Linked DNA regions of Mus musculus: region 1 is linked to region 2. The links are chromatin contacts, called in public Hi-C maps. All regions are on one chromosome and are shown on one strand. The core of a region is the stretch at or near the end of the contact, and the rest is flanking DNA. Distances in the headings are between cores, read along the strand shown. Region 1 has its middle 250 kb from the start of Gm41313. Region 2 has its middle 230 kb from the start of Abra.

The links. Hi-C and Micro-C count contacts between places; a contact is called where the count stands out from the background.
Region 1: a contact with region 2 is called in a Hi-C map of pre-B cells, with 2.4 times the contacts expected there. The contact joins two enhancer-like sites. A contact is called at or near these places in 1 of 484 Hi-C or Micro-C datasets (pre-B cells) and 1 of 115 datasets of contacts at active chromatin or transcription factors (large pre-B cells).

Annotation. Positions count from the first base shown.
Region 1 is chr15:42,416,010-42,421,622 of GRCm38.p6, reverse strand. No RefSeq gene overlaps it. Among named protein-coding and RNA genes, the nearest start is that of Gm41313, 250 kb to the left of the region's middle. Within about 2 kb of position 3,947, at least 4 of the 459 cell types and tissues checked have an H3K27ac peak or open chromatin away from gene starts, as enhancers often do. A contact at or near this core is called in pre-B cells, where this site is marked.
Region 2 is chr15:42,099,177-42,104,670 of GRCm38.p6, reverse strand. No RefSeq gene overlaps it. Among named protein-coding and RNA genes, the nearest start is that of Abra, 230 kb to the right of the region's middle. Within about 2 kb of position 3,725, at least 28 of the 459 cell types and tissues checked have an H3K27ac peak or open chromatin away from gene starts, as enhancers often do. A contact at or near this core is called in pre-B cells, where this site is marked.

The DNA of each region.
Region 1 (5,613 bases), core at 2,698-5,197, 320 kb before region 2:
GAAAAGGGGATGTCAAGGGATAAGGATTAGGAAGTGATAGATTTTAAAATGAGAAGCCCTTGGATGTATTTTCATACCATATGTTTAAACATATATGTAAATATCCCTAAGTGATGGGAAGACATATACGTGGTAAAAATGTTTACACTACAAATGAAAGGACCCGAGTTTGAACCCTTAGAACACACACAAAATGCAGAAACAGAATGAATGTCTAAAATCCCAGACATCTTTCCAGGATTTAAGACAGATTCAGGAGGCTCTTCAGAAACTTGAGAGCCAAGTAGCCTGGCATATCCTGTACAAAACAGAAACACTGTCCTAGGGTAGGAAGAAAAGACAGAGTTTGGTCTCCATATTCATGTTGTGTTTATAATGTACACACACACACACACACACATAGACAAACACAATCACATACATACAAAGAGAATGATGATAATTAATAATAATAACAATAAAAGGACTAATGCCAGCGCTCAACTTGAAAGCTTCATTCTATCATGTAACTTAAGTGAGTTTACAGCATCTGTGTGTAGCTCAGCTTATAACATTTGTGTCTGTGAAAATGAACACCCATAAAACCTTTTCTTCTCTTTGAAGTCCACCTTAATTATCCCAAATTCCTTAACAAGGATGCCCTGGAGTTATTTTGAGTCTGGGGCTTTATGACCACAATAAAGAGACTATCTCAATAAAATGACTCACAGCTGTTTTTGTTGTTGTTTTTGAGTACATATGTTTTGTTTATACTATACTATAATTAAGTAAATCTGAAATAACATTAGACAGCAATTTTGTTGTAAATAACAATGTATATAACCTCATTAATACTTCATTGGCAAAAACTGTGCCCAATCATCTGAGACCTCAGTGGGTTATAATCTTTTTGGTGGAGGCTATCGCTGTGATGCTAATGGCAGCTGACTAATCAGCAAGTGTGTTTTCTGGAGGATGGAGTGTGTTTTGCTTAAAATAAGACAGTAATATGTATGAATCCACTTATGTTTCTTCTCCTGGACAAGTTCTCTGTAGCATGCAATGCTATTTGATAGTAGCTTACCCACATCAGAATTCCATTGAGAACCAGACACAAACCTCTGAAATCCACTGGGGTGAAAGCTGTAGATCCTTCATGATCACTCAAAAGTATCCAAAGCCACCTTCAGGAAGAATAGATTTTATCTTAGGCTATCACTTTCTTTGCTCGTCAAGAAGCAGACTTCCATCTTTTCGATTTTCTCTTGAGATTGTAGCAGTTTAAATGTATGCCTTGTCTCCAAATTCTAGATTACTTCATATTTCTACCACACCCAAATTATTTCCTACTTAACAATTTTGAGTCCTTCAAACTTATCCAAGAGGCTTGGAAACACTGTCTCCAAACTCCCCTTAGTGTTGTCATATTTCCCTCCTTGCATGAATCAAGAATGTTTTTATTAAGCATGGCGACTGATTTCTTTCCAGATCTTCAATTAATTTGGCCTAAATGTATCAAACAAGTTACTGTAGGCTTGTTGGGTTTAGTCCTTAAAGATAAAGATTGAAAGTCAAAATTCCTCCTTGCTCCACAGGCTGCAGAATAGACATTGTGTCAGCGGGTATGAAGACAACATTCATTTCCTTGTGCATCTCCATAAGAACTCTTTGTTGGGCAGATGAATTGCCAATTGGCACTGATACTCTGAAAACCATCTTTTCTGTAGGTCCCAACACTGAGACGAAGATTTTCAGTCACCAGGTTGCAAACAGATGTGCTGTCATCTGGGCACTATAGTTCCATTAAGAGTATACAGACAGGAGATGTAAAATGTTCTAGTTTGGTTGGTTGGTTTTCTGTTTGTCTGTTTGTTTGTTTTGACCACAGACATTTTCAGTATGACAAATGACATGAGTGTTAACTTAAAGTTACCAGCTACCATATAGTCTTGGCCAAAAGTGCTAACTTGATCTCCGAAGTGTCTAAGCCAAGCATTAACTGTTCCGTTTTCGTCCATTATAGAGTGGTTTCATCCACATTGCAAACCTACTACTTGCCTCAGCTCTAACTTTTGGCATAGCTTGCTGCTGCTTCCCTACCAGAACTTGCTTTACCTTGAATTGGTGTGTTAAATTGGTCTTGAGAAGATCATATGCCCCAGTACAGGGGAATGCCAGGGCCAGGAAGTGGGAGTGGGTGGGTTGGGGAGCGAGTGGGGGGAGAGTATAGGGGGCTTTGGGGATAGCATTTGAAATGTAAATGAAGAAAATATCTAATAAAAAAAAAGAAACACACACACACACAAAGATGTCTTACCTCCTTAAATCCCAGAAGCCATCTCAATTACCTTCAGATTTTTCTCTTGAAGCTTATTTTTATAAAACAATCTTTCATTGCCTTTGTAGAAATAAGAGTATCCAGGAGGAGAGGATCCAGTCTCTTCTTGGGTATGCCCTTGGCTTAAGAGAACACAAAGGGTGGTTTGATCTACTACAATGAGACTGCTCAGCTTTCTTGTCACTGTGAGTACAGGGGAATAGTGCTTTTGAGTTTCCTTCAAGAACTTTTTCTTTCTTCACATTTATAGCTTGTCTAAATGTTTGACACAAGAGGCTCTGGAATGGTCTCAGCTCTCTACACCTTTCCTCGCTAAATGTAGCTTTTTCTATCGTAATTGAAAAGCAAGAGCTGTATGTAACTCTTCCTTGCATCTGATCATTAAGCAGTGGATTGCAAGCTTTCCAATGATACGAGCCTTTAGCATGCTTCCTCATATTGTGGGGACCCCCAGCCATAAAATTTGATGGCACATCTGATATGGGATCCCAAAGGGGTCACAACCCACAAATTGAGAACCACTGGTTTAAAGTCTACTCTAGGGTTATTAATGAGTCAATATTTCTATATGGTTCAAAACCAGGGATGGACTCGTCAACAGAGCATGAAGAACACACAGAAAATGTATACAGTAATATTAGTATCTTATCTTGGGGGGATGGTGATGCCACTTAACAATTAGAATATTAACATCAAAGATTACTAACCATATATCACTATGAAAATCATGATAATCAAGACCTTTGAAATAGAAAGTTTCAAAAACATAACTCTTACAAAGAAAGGGAGTACCGAGTTGCCAAAAACCCTTAAATAATAGATGTTTTGTTGTTGTTTTGTTTTAATCTGCAAAGCTTAATAAAGATATACAATAAACCATGCCTGGGTTCATCTTGTTTCTGCACTCTTACCATATTTCATTTTCTTATTGTCAGGATTTCAGTGAGAATGGCACCCATATGCTTGCGTATATGTTTGAATGATTGATGCCCAGCTAGTAGAACTAGTGGGAAAGAATTAGAAAGGATAGGCTTGTTGGAGGAGATCTACCACCCAAATTAAATCCTTTCTTTATAATAGTTGCCTTGGTCAAGGTGTCTCTTCACAGGAACTGAACAGTAACTAAGACACTTACGTTGCAGACTTTACACAATCTGGCTTGTGCTCTCCTCAGTTGTGCATATCCTAGTTCTCTTGAAAGATAAGTTGTTTGCTTTTGTAACCAAATTTGCTTAGTTTTAAAATTTAGGGCTGTGTCTAAGATTTTCTTCAACCCAGTTATGTGTTAAAATTCCCAGTTATTTTCTGTGCTCCTCTTTACTGTTGTATTCAATGAGTTACTTGAGGTCTTAGTCTTGTGTGTGTGTGTGTGTTAAATGTTCCTTACACAATATTTGGTGATAAATAATGTTAAGTTAAATAATAATGATTAGACACATGAATGAAAACAATGTGATCTCATAATGGTCTACCAAGGCACTTCACCCCCAATAGTTTATATTTCAAAAAAAAAAAATTCCTTCTAAGTTTTAAGGCAAAGATCATAAAGACACATGTTTCCCCGTAAACATCAAAGAACTCATGCAGAAAGGACATCAGAATATTTATGTGCTAATGAGACTCATGTGGGCTTCATTTCCTCAAAGTAACCACAAGTGAGCCCTGGACCATAGCATAGCAGATCCATCCCATAGTGAGGTAAATGAGGATGTTTATAATAAAATAAACGTCTATCAGCCAGAGAACAGACACTCTGACCCAGTCTCTCTCTCTATTATAACCCCAGCTCTAACGTATCAAGCCCAGGATGGTGATGGCATTTCTTGGGACAGTAGGTAGAGAGGAATTTTCTTTGTTATAAACAGACAAAAGTTCCCATTGTGGTCTCTGTTGGACTGAAACTGTCTTTGGAAATTTTCTAGGTATTGATAGGCAGGAACACTCTGGAGAATATACCTGATATACATAGATATATTCGATCCACTATCTGTGAGCAGATCTGTGTCAAGATTGGCCTAGGAGCAAACCTTTTGGTGACTCAGACATGTCCTTCTACATTGTAGGAGCAGTTACAGTTACAAGTCTCCAAGCCTAGAGACTTGCAGTTCTCTACCTAACCCCCATTCTTCCTTCCTCCCTCCCTCCCTTCCTTCCTTCCTTCCTTCCTTCCTTCCTTCCTTCCTTTCTTTATTGCACACCTGGCACAGGACAAGCTGGAAGTGCTAAATAGTTAGTATCTCAATAAATGAACTTCTTCCCATGAATGGTGTCATGTGGATAAGGGCCCTGTCTCTTCGTTCCTGACAAAGAAGTTGAAAAAATTGTGCGTGTATTCTGTTTTCCCAGTTTTTGTTTTGTTTGTGTTATGATCTTCAATTGCTAAATATGTTTTTTTCAACAATATTTTATGTATAGCAACTTAATATAAGTATATGATTTGGTGCTTTCAAAAATTGGGAACTAACACACCATTTATTGTTATATTTGAAACTCTTATTGGCATTTGTTCCCTCCAAAAGCTACTTGCCCTTCTTTGGTATATCATAACGTACTTCTATCAGGGTATATTCCTGACAATTGTGAAGACTTCCTGTCTGATAGAAGAAATTTTCCCTATAAAAATGGTCTCAGAGGACCAGATCCTGTGAAGACAACAGGAAGTAGGCCACAATGGTCACCTCAATATCAACTGTGAATTGAATTATATTTATTTCATTCACAATTATCCATCCCTTTATGGAGTGGTCTCACAGTATGCGTCTAGATTCACACTAGAGATTACCGAAGAAGGATTTGTGCCCATTCTGAATTACAGTATAAGATTGGGGGAAAGGATCGTTCCTCAAGCCGTGTTAAGGATGGCCTTGGGGAATCAGAAACTCCCCAAAGACATTTGTGAATTAGAACACTTTATCACACTGGCCTCTCTTGTGACAAATCACTTCTGTGCTCACAGTCTGGGAATACTTAAATATTAAAAGAGTCATTCTATTTGTAGAAAGTATTCTCTCAATTTAAATGTTTTCTAATTTAAAATGTAACAGATACCTCAGTCCAGGGTGAGGACACTGGCCTTCTTAACTTTGTTCTCCCTATTCTGTAGTTTTGGCAGACCTGATCTTGCATCCTGGCTATTTCTGCTGTCCATAACCATTCCCACCCACAACATACTCAGTTCTTTAAAGCACAGAGCTCAAGCTTCAAATAAATGCAAATGCAAGCTATTTTTAGAATTATTATTTCAACGGCAAACATTTATTTGGCTTTAAATATTTCCAGATATATTATTGCTTTCC
Region 2 (5,494 bases), core at 2,476-4,975:
TGTATACATATTATTTTATTGGTTTGATTTAATTCTCACAATTAACTGTGAATTACAAATTATCTCCATCATACATATGAGGCTATACAGGCCTCATGGAAGTTAGTTGCATCTAGTTTTTTGGATGCCAAAATCACTACTCTTCCCATGGACATCTTTTTCCTGAAGTTTTAGACAATATGGGCCAGAAGGATGAATTTGAAAAATAGAAATTATTGGTGTATAACCTGTTTGGAAACTATTTCTCCAAGGAAGTTTATAACTGTAAAATCAGGTCTCACTTTCATATACAGCTTAATGTTTTGCTCATATTTTATTAAAATAGTTTAATTATCTGATAACATAATTAAATTTTCTTGAATCCCTCAGAAATCTTTCCCTCAGAAATATGAGGGAAAGAAATTGAACCAATTTAATTCCAATGCTGGAAGCTCTATAATAACCACTTTATATTCCAGACATGGTGCAGGGCTCTAAGGAATCCGGTGTTATAGACAGAGGCATGACTGACTCCTCATGTTAGTAGTGCTGTTCAGCCCTCACAAGGTAACCTGATGCTCTAAAACTTCACCAAGTATTTTTAAAGTACTGTATGTGACTGAAATGGGACTTAGAAAACTTCCAGAAATGAAGAAAAACAAAGGCATTCAGGAACAAAAGGAAGAGGTGGGCAAACCAAGAGGAAGAAGAAGTAGAACTGTGGGCTACGTCCTGAGTGATGCCAGCAAGCCAAAGTGAACACCAGGTTTCCAGTCCTAACAAACAATCTGGAGTTCAAGACTCTTCTTCAAGGTCAGAATCCCTCAAGTTAAGGCAGAACTCCATCCAGAAACAAACATGCTTACAGATTTCTGTCTTCGCAATAAAACATGTGTAGCAGTGAGATACAGAACCAGAAGCCTTCAAAATTAGCAGAAATTAAATGTAGTTAAAATAAAACAAACCCACAATACCATTAAGTCACACAACAATGAGTTAATAGATTGCCATGAAGGACCGCAGACAGTGAAAACAAGCCAACCTCCCAAACTGAGCATGCAATAATTGCCTGGTAAAAAGAGAAGAGGATCAGATTCTAAAATATGTAAGGAAAGATAAGCTTCCAGTGGAAATCAATAAAAATCTTATACCTTAAAAAAGGGGAAGCATCTGATATTTAAAAGATCAAATACTGGAAGTTTAAAAACAGGTCCAGGGAAAAGAAACACTCATGAGCTACACTGAACAATATGTTTGACACAACCAGAAAATAGAAACTAGACAGTAAGAGCTGAAGGGTTTCTGACACTTGGTTATAAGGAAAAGGTCACAGGCCATGGAAGATAGAAATCAAATGATAAGCTCAAACATAATAATAATTCTTAGAAACAGCACCAAGAGAATGAAAAGGAGATATTAGAAGGTTAAAAATTAAATTGAGGTCGCTGGAGAGATGGATCAGCAGTTAAGAGCACTGACTACTCTTCCAGAGATCTTGAGTTCGATTCCCAGCAACCACATGGTAGCTTACAACCACCTGTAATAGGATCTGATGCCATCTTCTTGTGTGTCTGAAGACAGCGACAATGTACTCATACATAAAATAAATAAACAATTCTTTAAAAAAAATAAACTGAGCATTGCATTAGTCCCTCCTATGGAGAGAATCTAGAGACAGAGTATACACAGTATACAGTGAACAGATAAAGCAAAACATGGCAATCTTCGCTTGACTTGATTGAGTAAGGCTGAGAACACTTATAAATCTCTGGGTGTGTCTGTGATGGAACATCCAGAGAGTATCATATTGTGAAGGTTCTAATACAGTGACTGTTTTAGTCCACGATGAAGTCATACTATGATAGTATTGTTAGGAAATGGTGAAAGGCCAGTGAGACCTGGCCAGAGGAAGTGTTCACTGACAATCTCACCCTTGCCACTTCTGGATCCTCTTGTTTTTTTCTTGACCTACCAAGAAATCCTTACATCATTTTTGTTTGACATTTTTTTCATTAATTAATTAATATATTTACATCCCAAATGCTGCTCCCCTTCCCTGTTCCTTCCTTATAGAGTCCCTTGCCCCACAACAACCTCGCCCCTTTCTCCTCTGACAGGGTGCCTCCTCCCCTGTATACCTCCCCATTCTGGCACATCAAGTCTCAACCTGATAAGGCATCCTCTCCAACTAGGTAAAGGAAGCCTAACACATGCATGCACAAATTTAGAAAGTCAAAGATAACTTTTCTAAAAACATCACAAGAAGAAAAACAGCTCATTTAGGGGAGGTGATACAGTTTGAAAGCATGTTCTCAACTGCTTCTTTGGAAGCCAAGAGTCCTAAGGAACTGAAACTTTTGTTATTTGGGGATGGGAGATGGCTCAGTGGGTAAGGATGTTTGCTGTGCAAGCTTGAAGACCCGAATTTAAGTCTCTAGCGCATAAAAGCTGGGCATGGTCAGACGTGATTACTGCATTGGTGAGGCAGAGTATAGTGGGCTCTAGAAGCTTAGGAGCTTTTGCTTCAGCAAGAACCTCAGGTACAGATAGAGAGAGAGGGGGGGGGAGGCAGGCTATGGGTGACAGAGAAAGTCACATAATGTCATTTGGTGACTCCTACATGCATGCACACTAGAGCACGTGCACCTTCCCAAACCCAGGTACATCATAAATGCAAAGAACTGTTTAAAATTTCATTTTTTAAGGACTTCATCAAATGATATACTACCAAAGTTTACCACATATGGGCTGTCATTATACCTTCTAAAATGAAAGAGGTTTCTATCAAGTTCTGCATACAACCAGAATTGTTGGTGAAGTGACCTGATTAAATGTGCATATTACACAAAAGTGATGAAAATAATAATAAAATGAACGTCTAGATTCACAAAATAAAACCACCAGCTAAGCCTTACAATAAACTACACAGTGTCTCTTGGCTGCAAGATGCTAATTAAATATCAGTAAAATTAACCCAAAATTTCTGTTCTTCAGTATTAATGGCCACCTTTCTGTTCTTCCATTAATGGCCAACTTTCTGTTTTTCCATTATTAGTAGCAACAGAGATAAAGGCATAAAAAAATAGATATAGACATGCCTGTCATCACCCAAAGTTGTACAACCTTGTGTTGAACAACTTATAATTGTTCTTTGAAGGGGATGAGTTGAAGGCAAGTTACTTATGTTCCTGTATTCTTTAGAAGACTCATTAGGAGCCTGGCTACCTCTAGATTTTTAAATTACTAAATATGACTGATGAGATTATGTAACCTTTAAGATTAGAATGGCAAAGGGGGAGAATTCAAACAAAGGAATATAATTCAACCGGGAAAACAAATCAAAGAGGAGCATGAATCACAAGAAACAATTCCAAGTACATCTGTAACCATAGCAAAGATGTAAATGAATCTGGAAGTAATGAATAAAAATTATTGTCCTTTTATATTAAGTCATTTTGTAAAATAAAAGGGTAATCAAATTTAAGCATACATTCAATAATAATTTTTATAAACAAAATTTTTAAATATATTAAAAATACAAAGGTTTGAGTAAAGCTATGAACAACCAAATATTTTCTGAGCAGGAATATTAACAGACAAGTTTTGGACTGTGAATTATTTAAGGCTGAGGAGCAAAGCATGCCAGAAGCTTGTGGTTTAAAATAGCAGCATCTGTGTTGCTCCAGCTCTCTGGTTGGAGCAGGGCTCAGTGGGGACAGCTCCTCTCTGCACTCACTATTCATCATCGGGAACACTCAGAATTAGCAGGAAGCCAAGAACCTTCCAAAAGCTCAGTTACTCACACATCTGGCCACCGATTGAAGTGTGACCTTGGTTAGGGCCAACTGTCAGCTAGAACACCTGCTGTGACTTCTTCATGTGACTTAGACTCCTTCACAACATGATGACAGAGGCCTAAAAGTAAGCATCCCCAGAAAGACAGCCAAGCAAAAGCCACTTGGCATCTTAGCACTCAGCTACACAGCCACAAGCTCCATTACAAAGTGGTACTGAAACTTCTATGACCAATTTTGGATAGAATTTACAGTTTGATACAAATTTCAATAATTTACAAAATCCCTCTGACACTAGAAAAGAATACCTTTCTGCTTTTTTTAGTTTAATTTTACCTTCAACACACACACACGTGTACACATGTGTGCACCAACTACAAGTATAGGTCAATTACAGTTTTAAGCATCAGTTTAAAATCCTAAAGAAAATAGTAGTCCAGTTCAGTCCATTTTGAAGATTAAAGCAGTGCATCAGGGAGCCATTTGCACCTCCAGGTTTACTGCAGAACCACTCACAAGGGCACAGATGTAGAATCAAACTTCTGGGAGTGTAGGTGAAGAAATGTAGCATCCATGCACATTATAATACTCTTCATCCTTTAAGAAGAGAATTATGGAGCAATTCGACAACCAAAGGAGATCAAGGGGATACAAATTGGAAAAGATGAAGTCAAAATATCACTTTTTGCAGATGATATGTTAGTATATATAAGTGACCCTAAAAAATCCACCAGAGAACTCCTAAACCTGATAAACAGCTTCGGTGAAGTAGCTGGATATAAAATTAACTCAAACAAGTCAATGGTCTTTCTCTACACAAAGAATAAAGAGGCTGAGAAAGAAATTAGGGAAACAACACCCTTCTCAATAGTCACAAATAATATAAAATACCTTGGTGTGACTCTAAGTAAGGAAGTGAAAGATCTGTATGATAAGAACTTCAAGTCTCTGAAGAAAGAAATTATAGAAGATCTCAGAAGATGGAAAGATCTCCCATGCTCATGGATTGGCAGGATCAAAAACCATCCAGTGGAAAAAAGACAGCATCTTCAACAAATGGTGCCAGCACAACTGGCAGTTATCAAGTAGAAGAATGCGAATTGATCCATTCCTATCTCCTTGTACTAAGGTCAAATCTAAGTGGATTAAGGATCTCCACATAAAACCAGAGACACTGAAACTTATTGAGGAGAAAGTGGGGAAAAGCCTTGAAGATATCGGCACAGGGGAAGAATTCCTGAATAGAACAGCAATGGCTTGTGCTGTAAGATCGAGGATTGACAAATGGGACCTCATGAAACTGCAAAGCTTCTGCAAGGCAAAAGACACCGTCAATAAGACAAAAAGGTCACCAAAAGATTAGGAAAGGATCTTTACCTATCCTAAATCAGATAGGGGACTAATATCCAATATATATAAAGAACTCCAGAGGCTGGACTCCAGAAAATCAAATAACCCCATTAAAAAATGGGGCTCAGAGCTAAACAAAGAATTCTCACCTGAGGAATAGTGAATGGCTGAGAAGCACCTGAAAAAATGTTCAGCATCCTTAATCATCAGGGAAATGCAAATCAAAACAACCCTGAGATTCCACCTCACACCAGTCAGAATGGCTAAGATCAAAAATTCAGGTGACAGCAGATGCTGGCGAGGATGTGGAGAAAGAGGAACACTCCTCCATTGTTGGTGAGATTGCAAGCTTGTACAACCACTCTGGAAAT